Regions from separate parts of the Mus musculus genome. Here region 1 is linked to region 2. Evidence: chromatin contacts called from public promoter capture Hi-C data. All regions are on one chromosome and are shown on one strand. Each heading gives the region's core, a stretch centred on a gene start, on an enhancer-like site or on the middle of the called end of the contact. The rest is flanking DNA. Distances are from core to core; before and after follow the strand shown.

What was found. Promoter capture Hi-C pulls out the DNA fragments that hold promoters and counts their contacts.
Region 1: a promoter capture Hi-C map of the HPC-7 cell line shows a contact between it and region 2. The contact joins the promoter of Arhgap9 here to the enhancer-like site in region 2. A contact is called at or near these places in 15 of 39 promoter capture datasets (the 3T3-L1 cell line, the C10 cell line, the HPC-7 cell line and 10 more), 1 of 15 datasets of contacts at CTCF or cohesin (large pre-B cells), 15 of 484 Hi-C or Micro-C datasets (B cells, the Ba/F3 cell line, CD4 T cells and 8 more), 22 of 115 datasets of contacts at active chromatin or transcription factors (the 230-238 cell line, the HPC-7 cell line, the SCID.adh cell line and 15 more) and 4 of 9 other capture datasets (adipose tissue, embryonic tail, liver and 1 more).

Annotation. Positions count from the first base shown.
Region 1 is chr10:127,319,974-127,326,326 of GRCm38.p6, forward strand. It overlaps Arhgap9 (Rho GTPase activating protein 9), which reads left to right and starts at 1,991. Exons shown (of 16, transcript NM_001285785.2): 1 at 1,991-2,458; 2 at 2,721-2,917; 3 at 5,146-5,226; 4 at 5,550-5,657; 5 at 5,871-5,929; 6 at 6,075-6,168. The coding sequence starts at 2,143.
Region 2 is chr10:127,098,517-127,105,352 of GRCm38.p6, forward strand. It overlaps Os9 (amplified in osteosarcoma), which reads right to left. Exons shown (of 15, transcript NM_001171026.1): 6 at 1,569-1,779; 7 at 1,374-1,475; 8 at 1,097-1,191; 9 at 887-941; 10 at 315-400; 11 at 1-121. Among named protein-coding and RNA genes, the nearest start is that of Gm40799, 13 kb to the right of the region's middle. Within about 2 kb of position 5,340, at least 65 of the 459 cell types and tissues checked have an H3K27ac peak or open chromatin away from gene starts, as enhancers often do. A contact at or near this core is called in ECoMG-derived neutrophils, the G1E-ER4 cell line, the HPC-7 cell line and 4 more, where this site is marked.

The sequences.
Region 1 (6,353 bases), core at 741-3,240, 220 kb after region 2:
GACAAGCAAACAAAAAGATAATTTTAAATATCTGAATGAACACACAGGTAAAATCAGCCTCTGGATAAGGGAAGGAAGAGAAGGGGGCATGCTTCCCACAGTGAAACAGAGAGAACCTAAGGGAGTAGGTCCTGGAGGGTGAGGACCAGCCTGTCAGACCTTGGATTACGTCAGGGGAGGGGAGCTGGCTTGGCTGTCTCGCATCACCAGAGCGAAGAGGCACTCACCCTCTACTCCAGCTCTGCAAGCAGAAACTAAAAACCTTACACCACTCAGTGGAGGAAAAGCAAAGAATTGAGAAGTTTGCTTCTGATGCTCGGCACTCCCAGGCTAGTCAGTTCCTCTGCCGGCTAGGGAAAGGGCGACATCAGGTGACGTCAGTCTCCAAACACCTCTCATGATGTTTTTATTTATTTTTGAGACAGAGTCTTACTATATAGCTCTGGCTGTCCTGGAACTAACTAGATGTTGTTTGTTTGTTTGTTTGTTTGTTTGTTTTTAAAAAAGAATTATTTATGGGCTGGCGAGATGGCTCAGCAGATAAGAGCACTGACTGCTCTTCCATAGGTCCTGAGTTCAAATCCCACAACCACATGGTGACCCACCGGTAATGAGATCTAACGCCCTCTTCTGGAGTGTCTGAAGACAGATACAGTGTACTTACATATAATAAATAAATAAATCTTTTTTAAAAAAAAGAATTATTTACTTATTTATTATGAGTACACTGTAGCTGTCTTCAGACACACCAGAAGAGGGTGTCGGATCCCATCACAGATGGTCGTGAGCCTCCATGTGGTTACTGGGGATTGAACTCAGGGTCTTTGGAAGAGCAGTCAGTGCCCTTAACCACCAAGCCATCTCTCCAGCCCTAGAACTCACTATGTAGATAATGCTGGCCTCAAACTCATAGAGATGCACCTGCCCCTGCCTCCTGAGTGCTGGGTTGAAGGCGTGAGCCACTACATCGACTTCTGTACCGTGTGTGCACGGTCTCCAATTCAGCTGCAGTTAGTAAATTTCCTGTGTTAAGGTCAGTTAAGGTCTGGCCCCCTAAGCTGCTAAGGAGCTCATCCCTTTGTCATTTCTAGTTCTTGACGGCTCCTTCCACACAGGAGACAGTCCTCAACCAGTTCTTGTTAAGCATAGAAATAAAAAAGGCTGGAGAGATGGCTTGGCAGTTAAGAGCTCTGGCTGCTCTTCCAGAGAACCCTGGTTCAATTCCCAGTACCCACATGAGGGTTCACAACCGCCTGTAACTGTTGATCCCAGGGATCCAACACCGTCTTCTGGCCTCCTTGGGCAGCAGACATTTGGATGGTGCTGAGACATACACACAGACCAAACACTCACACATACAACAAGAATTGCAAATGGACGGAGCCCCATAATAAACCCGGGGACCCCTCCAGAAGGTTGATGCATAGATCATGCGCCCTAATGTGTCCTAGACGGGGCTGAAGGAGATATGCACTCTTCTTTTTTCCTTTCCTGCTCGCTTGTTTTTTTAGTTTTTCTGGTTGTCTGTCTGCACAGGAAACACAAAGCTTCGAGTCTGAGGCAGTTTGGGTGGTCACAGGAACACTGAGGCCTGTGTGAGCTTAAAAACGGGTCATGGCATAACCTTCCCTTCATCATTGTCACCTGTACTTTTGTCTGTGTTCTGCTCTTAGCCTGGCTCCTCCTCCTCCTCCTCCTCTTCCTCCTTATGTGCAGCTCAGGGCTCCCTTCAACATCCAGGATCAGGTCTTTCTGACCCTGGAACATCAGGTAACCTCGACAAGGTATCTAAAGATCACCAAGCTAGGTTGTCTTCTCAGATTCCCTGCCTTGCTTGCTGGGTAGGCTGCTGACCACATCCTCTCTCACCTTATTTATACACTTCCTCAACAGACACATCACACAGAAGTTGGACCCCCCCCAAACCTGTGCTGATCTCTCTCCCCTCTTCCTCTCGCCCTAAGGGTCCTGCACACACACACACACACACACACACACACACACACACACACACACACACACAAAAACACACACGCTCACACACACTCTTCAAACCATGCCCTTCTGTACGGAGGCACCAGCTCCTATTTCCTTCTGGAACTTCAGCACCCCCTTTTCCTATAGGTGACAGTGCCAGCCACCATGTTCTCAGGCCGGTGGTGGCCAAGTATCTGGGGAAATCTAGGGCTGAGTCTACAAAGCCCTTCTCAGGGACCCCAGCTCTGCGCCCTCTATCCGTTCACTTACACTGGGGCAGATGGCCGGCAGGTGTCTCTGGCTGAAGGTGACAGGTTCCTACTGCTTCGAAAGACCAACTCAGACTGGTGGCTGGCGAGGCGTCTGGGCGCACCCCCCAGCTCTCGGCCCATCTTTGTTCCAGCTGCATACATGACAGAGGAATCAATCTGCTGCCACAACCCAGCAGACACTACCTACAACAGCTCCCTCTGGACTCCTGGTAAGTAAGCTTTGAGCCTCCCCCCTCTTCACCTTTCCGACTCTCTGACTCTTCCCGCTTGAGCGCTGAGAGCACTACTCTGTCTTACCTTCTGCGGACTCCTTTGATAAGCCTAGTTCTCACCCAAGCCACTGTGGCGTCCCCTTTACACTCTTAGCTCTAGGGCCCGTGTCACTTCCCGGCAGCCTTGCCCTGCATTCCTAGACAATTCCCAAGGTCATATCTGTCCTCACCTGCCACTCCTTCACATCTCTCTTTCCAGGGACAAAGCTGTATCATGGCTCCCTGGAGGAGCTCTATCTGCCTCAGGAACCCCAGGTTGCTTCTGGGCAGCCTCTTCACCATCCCCACAAGATGTGCAAAAGTGTCAGCACGGGCAATGTGAAGGCCTGCTCCCTGAAATCCTTCAAGGAAGGGCCAGGAGAAAGGTCTCACTGGTGGATGACAGAAGTTGCTGTGGTGAGTTACAGAGCTTCCTGGAGCATAACTCAGAGCTTGGTCGGCCGCCTGCACTACAGCAGGGTGGGGCGGGATCTATGTGAAGTGGTGAACTGGACACAGCCTCCCTCCCTTAAGTACTGAAGGTAGGAGAGGGGGACACAGACAACACCCCTCCCTTAAAGATCAGAGAGGAGGGGAGAGGGGGACAGATGGACACAATGAGGAGAAGAGGCTGAGGTGCTCTGAGAAGATCTCGCAGGAGCAGGAAGAGTGGCCATAAGCAACGTAGGGGATGAGAAAGGACAGTCGAGTTACAGAGGCCCTGGAGGAACAGGGTATCCAGTACAGCCAAAGGAATGTCAGCAGACTGCTTTTCTCCAGTTCTAACTCCTAGCCCAGGGCAAGGTTTGTCCTAAAGTCCTGTCTTCAAGTCAGGACACTAGCAAGTTCCTTCTAACACTGAGTGCCTTGGTCAGCCCCTCCCCCACTCTGTTGTCAGTTGTATTTTGAGCCAGGGGTCTTAGTCCGCAGTAGGCCCAACTCGCCCCGCTTCCTTTTGTAGTTCAGACCGACCTCAAACTCCAGCAGCTGTCCTGCCTCAGCCTCCCAAACGCTGGGGTTGCTGGGATTACGAGCAAGCCCAGTGTACACTCTCTCTTTCACGGGTGTATAACAAGTCTTTCTCTTCCCTAGCTCTAGCGTAGTCTCTCACTTCTTGGTGTCTTCTTTTACTCTCGATGGTGTGAGGACAGGTCACTCTCTCCTCCCCCCCCCCAAAAAAAAAGCCTGTTCCCCTTTCCTGCAGCTCTGGGGCGGGGTTGCGTGGGGGAGGAGGGAAGTTGGCAACAGGAAGTGAGGAGAAGAGCAAAGACTGTGAGGGGAAGAATTTTTTAAAAAACAGCCAGGGACTGGGGTTTCTACCCATGTACCAGGGCCCCCCCCGGGCCCGGAGCTGACCGTGAGTAAATGGGAGAGAGATCGGGAGGGACAGGGGCAGAATAAGTTTTCTCCTCTTTCCCAGCTTCTCGCTCCTGGGGCAGGCAGGATCACATCCTGTCACAGCTCCCTGTGTACTGTAATCTGGCGGGCCTTCTCCGACGTCCAGGGTCCCTGGTCCGAAGCCCTTGCATCCCCTCGCATGCATTACAGGAGGCTGAATGGCTGCGAGCAGCTCCCAACAGAATTCTAAAGAGAAAGGCACTGAGTGTCTCTTTCTTCAGCTCTCAGACCATTGAGGCATGGACCCCAAGGAATTAGAATTACCCCAAGAGTCTTATGCTGGGGAATACAAGGTTGGGGTCCTGATCCCAGCCAGAAACGGAACTTGTCTCCCAGGAAGACGGTTCACAGTGTTCTGACACCTCTTCAGACCTTCCTGTGGCAGAGACGGAGCTGGGACAAAGATGAACAAGGACCATGCCTTTACCAGGACTGCCTAATTACAATTACCTTTTTTTTTTTTTTTGAGACAGGGTCTCCCTATGTAGCTCCTAGTTCTGGCTCCCCTGAAACTCACTATGAAGACCAGGCTGGCTTTGAACTCACTGAGATCTGTCTGTCTTTGCCTCCCAAGTGCTGAGATTGAAGGTGGGCATCACCATGCCTGGCTTTGTGATTACCGCTTGACTAAACCTATTCAAACCTGAACTGCATGTTAGAACCCTAAAAGCAGAATTGGGGATCATCGGATCTATTTATAAGACTGATCTGCTCTCACTGCGGCCACATTTTGTATGTATAGGTGTTTTGCCTGCATGTATGCTCCTATTAACACCTGCATGCAGTGCTCTCAGAGGCCAGAAGAGGGTGTCAGGCCTCCTGGAACTGGATTTACAGCAAACTTCAGCCCTAATGAGGATGTTGAAAACCCAGCCAGCACCCGCCCCTCCCCATCCCGCCCCGCCCCGCCCCGCCCCTCCAGAAGGTAGCCAGTGCTCTAAACCCACATATATCTTTCTTTGTCCTTTAGCATTGTCTCTTTGATTGATTACTGGGGACAATTAACAGAGCTTAGATTTCTAGAGCTGCCAGGACACAGACTTCGGCCCTAACAATGCCAGTAGCGCCTGGACCCCACCTGGGGATGGCGCTCGTGTGCGGCCCTCCCCTCCTGTTTCCCCTCCATCTTCTGTTCTCCGTTTCTCTCTGGGGCTCTCAGAAGGTCAGAAGAAAGAGGAATTTTGTGAGAAGTGTTAAGAACAGTGGAGGTAGCATCCAGATGTTGCTTTGTCTTCCCCTAAACTCAGAAACCGGGCTCCATGGAGCAGACAGAGACTTTGACTAGGGACAGCAGTGCCCTACAGCCTCAGGAATGGCTCGATCCACAGGTGAGAACCCTCCCACTTCTCAGTCACATGTTAAAAAGTTAAATTTATATTTTTAGATTTATTTATTATATGTAAGTACCTTATAGCTGTCTTCAGACACCCCAGAAGAGGGCATCAGATCTCTTTACAGATAGGTTGTGAGCCACCATGTAGTTGCTGGGATTTGAACTCAGGACCTTTGGAAGAGCAGTCAGTGCTCTTAACCGCTGAACCATCTCTCCAGCCCCCAAAGTTAACTTTTTATGACCTTTCCCCTATTCCTTCTACGGCCTGGGACCTCTAAACCGAAGGTTCTTCTTCCTGTTTCAATCTCCCACCCTCAGGGTTTACCAAGCCTCAGCCAAAGCGTCCCATGGCTTGCTCTCTCTGAACAGCCGGGAGCCTTGAGGCCCTGTTCAGCTCTGCCACAGCTCCTGGATGACCCCCACGTGGTGAGTACTTCCTGTCTTCGAATGCCAAGATCCTTTCTGCATAACCCTGCAACACCTGCTCCTCTGAAGCATTTTCTTTCTGGGTGTTTGCGCTTCTCTGGTCTCCCCCACCCCAAACTTTAACGGTCCCCACTTCTGGTAGATTCCTTAGAAACTCTGGCGGCTGTGGGTGGCACAGGGTGGCTTACAGACGGTACTCCATACCCTTCCCAGGAAGAAAGGTCAGGCCTGCTCAACATGACCAAGATTGCTCAAGGAGGGCGCAAACTCAGGTGAGAGCTCAGAATATGCCCGGGGTCTGGGCTGGTGGATTTCACAGGGTAGAAAGCCGTAATGGTGCGGGGAGCTCAGGCACTCCAGGTGAAATTCTAAAATGACCTTTTAACTACCTCTCCTCCTTCCTCTCCTCCCCCACAGGAAGAACTGGGGCCCTGCTTGGGTGGTGTTAACTGGTAGCAGCCTTGTGTTTTACCGAGAGCGGCCACCGCAGTCTGCATCCCTCCAAGGCTGGGTGAGTATCGGCCAGGGGGGTGCTGCAAGGGTTTGGGGTTACTGGTTTGCGCCTCAGGCCGACTGAGGCGGAGGCGGCGAGGAAGGAAATGGAGAGGAAGGTACAGGAAAGAGGAAGCAGCTCACCTCCCTGGAGAGGGAAGCGGTGAGGAAACAAAACTCTTTGCCTCAGTTTCTCTCATAATT
Region 2 (6,836 bases), core at 4,090-6,589:
CCTCTTCCATAAGACCCGGGGGCTCACCATCCTTTCCCTTCGCCTTCGTTCCCTCTGCTTCCCTCTGGGGGGCCTCCGTGGTATCGTCTCCAGGCTGCTCCCGCCTTACGCTTGGCTTCCCCTGGGTCGGGAGTTGGGTAGAAGATGCAGTTTGAAGGAGTCCGCCGTAATATGTGGGGGGCAGGACGTGGTAGTGGGGGCCACAGGACGGGCAGGATGGGAGCCAGGAGCAGGGCTGGGCTCTACTGGCGCCAGTTTATCCCAGGCAAAGCTCTCTCTCCAAATGCGCCTGCCCAGGGCCCCGGGACCCGTACCTTTTCTGCAGCTTTCAGCTCCTCAATCAGTCGAATCAAGTCTGCGGGACTCCGGATGAGTTTCACCTGCACGTTATTCTGAAAATCTGAGATGGGAAAGAGAGGAGGTGTGGGCATTTGGCATTTTAAATTGTCTCTTGATGCCTGAGGAGAGACGTGAGGGGTGAAGAGCGTGGTCTGTGCCTTGGGAAGCGGCAGAAGGCAACAAAACCCTTGGTCCTCCCAAGGGAAGGGACAGAACCATTCCCATTTCCCCTCCCCACAGCACTCTGGCATGGCCTTCAGCCACATTCTACAGGTGGGCAAACTGACAGAGGAGTGCAGGGGAGTGCCCTTTGACCTCCTTAAGTGGTCCTGCTGATCAGAAAGAAGCTAACAGTGAGCTAGCTGGGGCCAGGCAGGTGGAGGGCTCAGAGGGAAACATCAAGTGTGCAAGAGTCTGCGTTCAGTTCTTGGCACCAGGAGACACAGGGAGGCGGGGAAGAGTGGACTTGCTGCCAGGCTCCCGACCTCCCCTGAGTAGCTCAGCTCTACCCCACCTAAGAGCTAAGGGAGACACGGGGTTGACTGACCATTGGGAGGGCTTGGAGCTGGATCTGCTGCGGCCTCGTGGTTCAGGTCCTGTTCCTGATGAGGAGGAAGGGCAGACTCAGGAGTGAGGGCTTGCCTCTGCCCTCCATGCTCCTTTCACCCCAAGACAGACAGAAGCCACCTCGTAGACCCTACCCATCCCAGGGCCCGAGTCCAGGCTCGTCGGGGCCAGCGGAGAGGCCTGGTCTCACCCCTGCCTGCGCCTCCTCTCTTGCTGCTGCCTGCTCCTCTGGCCCCTGAAGCTTCCAGAGCTCTGATTCCTTCTCTTCCTTGGCTGGGCTGACATCTGGGGTACGGAGAACAGAGGAGAATGTGGGAAGGGGGGAGAGAAGGAGGAAGCAAAGGTGGAGGGAACACACTCCCTCTTATACTGCCACTCACAACTGTCGAATCGGACAGGAAGATGGGGTTGGGGGTGGGAGGGAGGTGGTAGAGGCCAGCATCAGGCTGGCCAAGGCCGCACCCCACCTTCTTTCTTTGGGGGTGCTCCGGCAGCCTTGCTCCCACTCCACACTTGGCGGTCTGTGTCCTGGACTTCCTCTGTGGTTTTCTCTTCATGCTGCTTTGACTCTACCAGAAAAACAGTGAGCACAGGCCAGGGCCCATCAACGTGTGTGCTCGCCTGTCTCGTCCCCACCTCTCCTCGCTGTCCTGAGTACTCACCAGCTTGCCTCTGGAGGTAGGCCATGTACTCATCAGGCTGCAGGGCTGGGTGACAAAGAATGGCCTGTGGGGCAGCGCTGGCTGGTGGCCGGAGGAGAGGATGCGGGCAGAGCCTTGACGTGCGAATGGTCAGTACGTAGGAGCAGGAGACGGGTTCATCTACTCGGTCAATGTAGTCCCCAGATATGCCCGCACCCTCGTCACACAGGAACTGTGGCAGGGCAAGAAGGGAGGCTCACTTGTAAGATCCACCAAAACACCTATGGTTCTTGGATTCTTACACAGGACACCAGGACACACCGTGCTGGACGCAGGACCACGGCTGTACACATGACATGCTACACAGATTCAGGGTTTCACAAAGATCCAGCAAGGAAGACATTAGCACCCCAGCTCGGTCGCCCAGGACAAGGAAACTTATCAAGCCATGCAGTTTAGACCCTCACTCAGGTGGCCAGCTGATAAGTGGCAAAAACGGAAGATAAGTTAGGCAACTTCATTGTACGTCAGCAATCTGCCTTTCCATCAGTCCCTTGTCCTGTGTAAACATGGTGTGTTGGAGCTGCTGAGGTGGCTCAGAGGGTAAAGGTGCTTGCCACCAAGCCTAATGGCTTGTGACAACCAACCAACGGCTTGGCCTTGACCCCCAGTGCCCCACAAAGTGGACGGAGGGAACTGACTCTCACTTGTCCTCTGACACTCACATGTGTGCTGTGGCGTGCGCTCTACCCAGCAGCACAAAGACTAGAGAGACACAGATACTAGCGTGGCCCCTGAGCAAGGACAGTATGCATTCACAAAGTCTTCCTTTTGTGTTTAAGCACACTGGGGGCAAACCTATACCCACTTCACTCAGGAGGCCAATGCTGGACGACTGCTGTAAGTTCAAGACCAACCTGGGCTATGGTTTGAAAAAGCAAACGAATTAAACTAGTGAGCTTAGGCGTAGGAGCGCCATGTGGGCTGTAACTATTACCTAACGCTAGGGAGGCTGACGGGAGAATCTGGGTTCAAGGCTAGCTTGTGTGACAGGGCAAGATCCTGTCACAAAAATAAACAAACAAACAAATAAAATTAAAGAAGGAAAGAAAACGTTTGCATTGTAATAATAAAAACACAAATAACCAATTTAAAATATGGAAAGAGCTAACCAGATACTGCTTTAGAGAAGAGCAGCTCTGACCCTGACCCTGTCCAGGAAGTGCCCATTGGAACCACAGGAGATGACACTCCATCACACTCACTACCGGTTCTACCCTGAGGAAGGTGACACCACACACTGGCCAGGATCCGGAAACTGAAAAACCTCTCAGACCACTGTGGGCTTGGAAAACAGAGCTGCTAGCTTGAAAAAAATGTTAAACCTCAGAAGGTCAAACAGGGATGTATGTGCACGTCTATGTACATGTGGGTGCACGCGTGTGTGTGTGAGAGTGTGTATATGTGTACAAGAGTACATGTGCATATGTGTATGTGTGCATGTGTGTACATGTGTGAGTGTGTATATGTGAGAGTGTATGTGCATGTGTGTGTGTGTGTGTATATGTGAATGTATATGTGTGTGTGTCTGTGCGTGTCCGAGGATGGCCTGTGGGTCTCTGGGATTGAACCCAGCCTTTTGGATTTAGCAATAAGAACTGTTAACTACTGAGCTATCCCATAGCACTGACTTTTTAAAACTTTTCTGAGATTAGCATAACTTTATTAACACAATGGTGGGGGACAGCTGGAAAGTTAAAAGGTGGTGAGTAGGAAGGACTATTACAGGTCAGCTCATGAGTCCTGATGAGACGGACGGCTTAGCGGGTAAAGCACTTGCCATGAAAGGGCAAACGAGCACCTAACCTGGAATCTCCAAACCATGGCAGAACTCCCTCAGTAGGGTGGGAGGCAGAGACAGAATCCCTGGATGCCTGTGTGCCAGCTAGCCCCAGATTCAAAGCAGCAAACGAAAGTATCCTATTTCAAATGGGACGGAAGGTGAGGACCAAGACCTGAAGTTGTCCTCTGGCCTCCACACACAGCATGGTAAGTGCACAGCCACATTCAAGTTAACAAACTGAGGTACACGCGCCAGTCCTCAGGGGACTGGGAGGCTGAACTCAAAGCCAGCCTCTGCTATGTCCTGAGACTCTGGGTCACTCTGGATCGTGGGGATGTACATGACCAACAAGTCGCATAATTTCAAACTAAAACATTAATACATTAAACATTATTAATATATTAAATGAAGAGGACATTAAAATGGCCAAATCTGCCACTGTGGTGAGAGTTTTACCCTTGGAAAATGTTTGGCTAACTTGGCATGAAATTGAAAATGTGAATGATAGAATACAGTCTGTCTCTTTGAGATGGAGGCTTGGGCCAGCGGCTTGTCCAGCATGAGTTTACTCTCCAGCACTGGACAGCAGCCTTGTATTGTGTTGCTGTCTGGTCTTTCAGGTAGTAAAATTATAAGTGAACATTTAACCATGCCTAGCACGGTGAGAAGGCAGAAGTCGGTAACTTGAGAAACTTCACTTTCAAATGCAAATATCACATTAAAAGAATAACAAGCCTGGGGCTGGAGAGATGGCTCAGTAGTTAAAAAGCACAGACTGCTCTTCCAGAGGTCCTGAGTTCAATTCCCAGCAACCTCATGGTGGCTCACAACCATCTGAAATAGGATCCTATGCCCTCTGCTGGTGTGTCTGAAGACAGTGACCGTGTACTCATAAATAAATCAATCTTTAAAAAACAGGTAGAAGAAGAAGAAGAAGAAGAAGAAGAAGAAGAAGAAGAAGAAGAAGAAGAAGAAGAAGAAGAAGAAGAAGAAGAAGAAGAAGAAGGACGACGACGACGACGACGACGACGACGACGACGACGACGACGGCAACACCTATGATTCCAGCACTGGGGGGGGGGGGGGGGAGATTAGGAGTTCACGGTCATCCTTAGCCTCATAACAGTTTAAACTAGCCTGAGCTAGCCTGAGCTATAGAGACTGTCCACCAAACAAACAAACAATCAGCAAACAACAAAACCCACCCAAATCCAGGGAACTAGCAGCCACTTCGAGAATTATCTAGGATGACTGGTCTTGCCTAGCCCCACCTGGCCACAGTCAGTCTGAGTCACAAGGCATCCACTGTGTGTCCTGGCTCTCACCCTTTGGCAGCAATATGTGTCACACTGAAGTGAATGTGTGTTCATCCACCTATCCCAACACTCAAGCTTATGCTGTCTGGCTTGGCCTCAGAGTCAGAGAAATGTGCTTACAACTGGCCCATCGGTTGGTTCTTTGGTTCTTGTGAGTCCTGTGTGTGCAAGCCTGGACTTGGGCTACACAAAGAGGGTTCCTGCTGAGCTGGCCTGGGAATTTACCAAAACGGCCAAAACAGCGGAAAGAGGAGGGGCACCGCCAGGAGTTCTCCTGGCTTTTGGAACAGTCTTTCCTTTGACCATTTACATGCAAACCTACAAGAAGGGTCATTTAGACCCCAAGGGAACAAGGACCATTCAGCAAAGGACACGCGTAAATGTTACCATGCAAAACTGGAGTCTACAGTGCCACAGGCTGCTGGTGGTGTTTGTTTAAAAGTCACAGGCAAGATTCCTGCCAGGAGGATTAACACTCAGATTGATGGTGGGGAAGATCTAAGAGCCAGACAGCTTCCTGAGCAGGTAAAGAAAGATAAGGAAGAAAAACGGGGCAAAGAGGAAGACACTGTGGCACCAAGATGGGCCCAGAGTAGTTCCTGAGGACTGACAGGAAGTGGCCAGTTCCTTATTCCTGTGGCTTTCTGTGGGGAACCAACAACCTCTACGGTAAAATCCAGGGAGACAACAGACCAAGACCTAAGCAGACGCAACAAAAAAGTCATTCACACAGCACAGAACTTGGACGGGAAAGAGCGATCGCATGTGCCCTTGCCCCAGCACTGCGAGGCTAAGGTTACAAACAAGCAAACCCTCCCCGATCAAACCAAAGACAGCAAAAGTAAATGTGTTTACATGTACACTAAGACTCTACCGAAAATGTAAACGCTACACGTTCAAACTGGAGGAGAGCAACCAAGTGGTGACCTGTGCAAAGCGAAAGCTTTTAGAGCAGGTTTGGGAGAGGAGCCTGGAAGTGAGTGAGCTGTGTAAACTCAGGACGGTACAGGATTGGCCGGAAGTGCAGTCTCTGCTTAGCTCGAAGCCAGAGTCATTCAACCCCCAGTACCAAGGAGAAAGAGGGCTATGAAAATAGCCACCAGAATGGTCTCTAATACGTGAATGGACAAGTCACCAGGGAACTGGCAAAGGGAATCATGGTTAAAGTGTAAAGGTGCCGAGCTTGGTGGCACTCGCCTTTAACCAGCACACGGGAGGCAGAGGCAGGTGGATCTCTTTGAGTTCAAGGACAGCCTGGTCTACAGCATGAGTTCCAGGGCAGCCAGAGCTACACAGAGAAACCCTGTCTCAAAAATTCAAAACAAAACAGTGTAAAGGGGACGAGAGATTCTTGTTTGTTTGTTTGTCTCCCGACGTAGTCCTGGCTGTCCTGGAACTCTGTATTTAAAGCAGGCTGGCCTGAACTCATGGTGATCTTTATGCCTCTGATTCCTCAGTGCTGAGCTGACAAGAGATTCTTAAAGACAAGTAACCTCACAAGTCTTAGAGAAATACAAAATAAAGCCATCCTAAAAACACTCTTTATAGCCGGGCGGTGGTGGTGCACGCCTTTAATCCCAGCACTTGGGAGGCAGAGGCAGGCGGATTTCTGAGTTCGAGGCCAGCCTGGTCTACAGAGTGAGTTCCAGGATAGCCAGGACTATACAGAGAAACCCTGTCTCGGAAAAAACAAAAACAAAAACATTCTTTATCTGATGCATAGCCAATGATTAGCCAAATTCCTAAAGTTTAAAAATAGAGCAGGCTGGCAGGCTGTACAGAGACCAGCATCCTTCCATGTTGGGCAGAGAGCGGTTCCTGAGCTGGATATACACTCTGCAGGTACAAGAGGACCATTTGTGGTAGCGTTTCTGTGTTAATGAAAGACTTAAGATAGACCCACCCAACCCCCAGGACCGCTCAGATGTGAGGCTGCGGGCGTGGGACAGTAAAGCCTTGGCTGTACAAGACAGTTGGAGCTCCTTAGCTACTGACTTGGAAAGAGCTCGCAGGTATATGCTTATAAGAAATGTGCTTAGAACCACATTTAAACGGCTGCAGGCTGTGGGCTAGAGCACTGGCTGCTCTTCTAGGGGACTTGAGTTCAAATCCCAGCATCCACATGGCAGG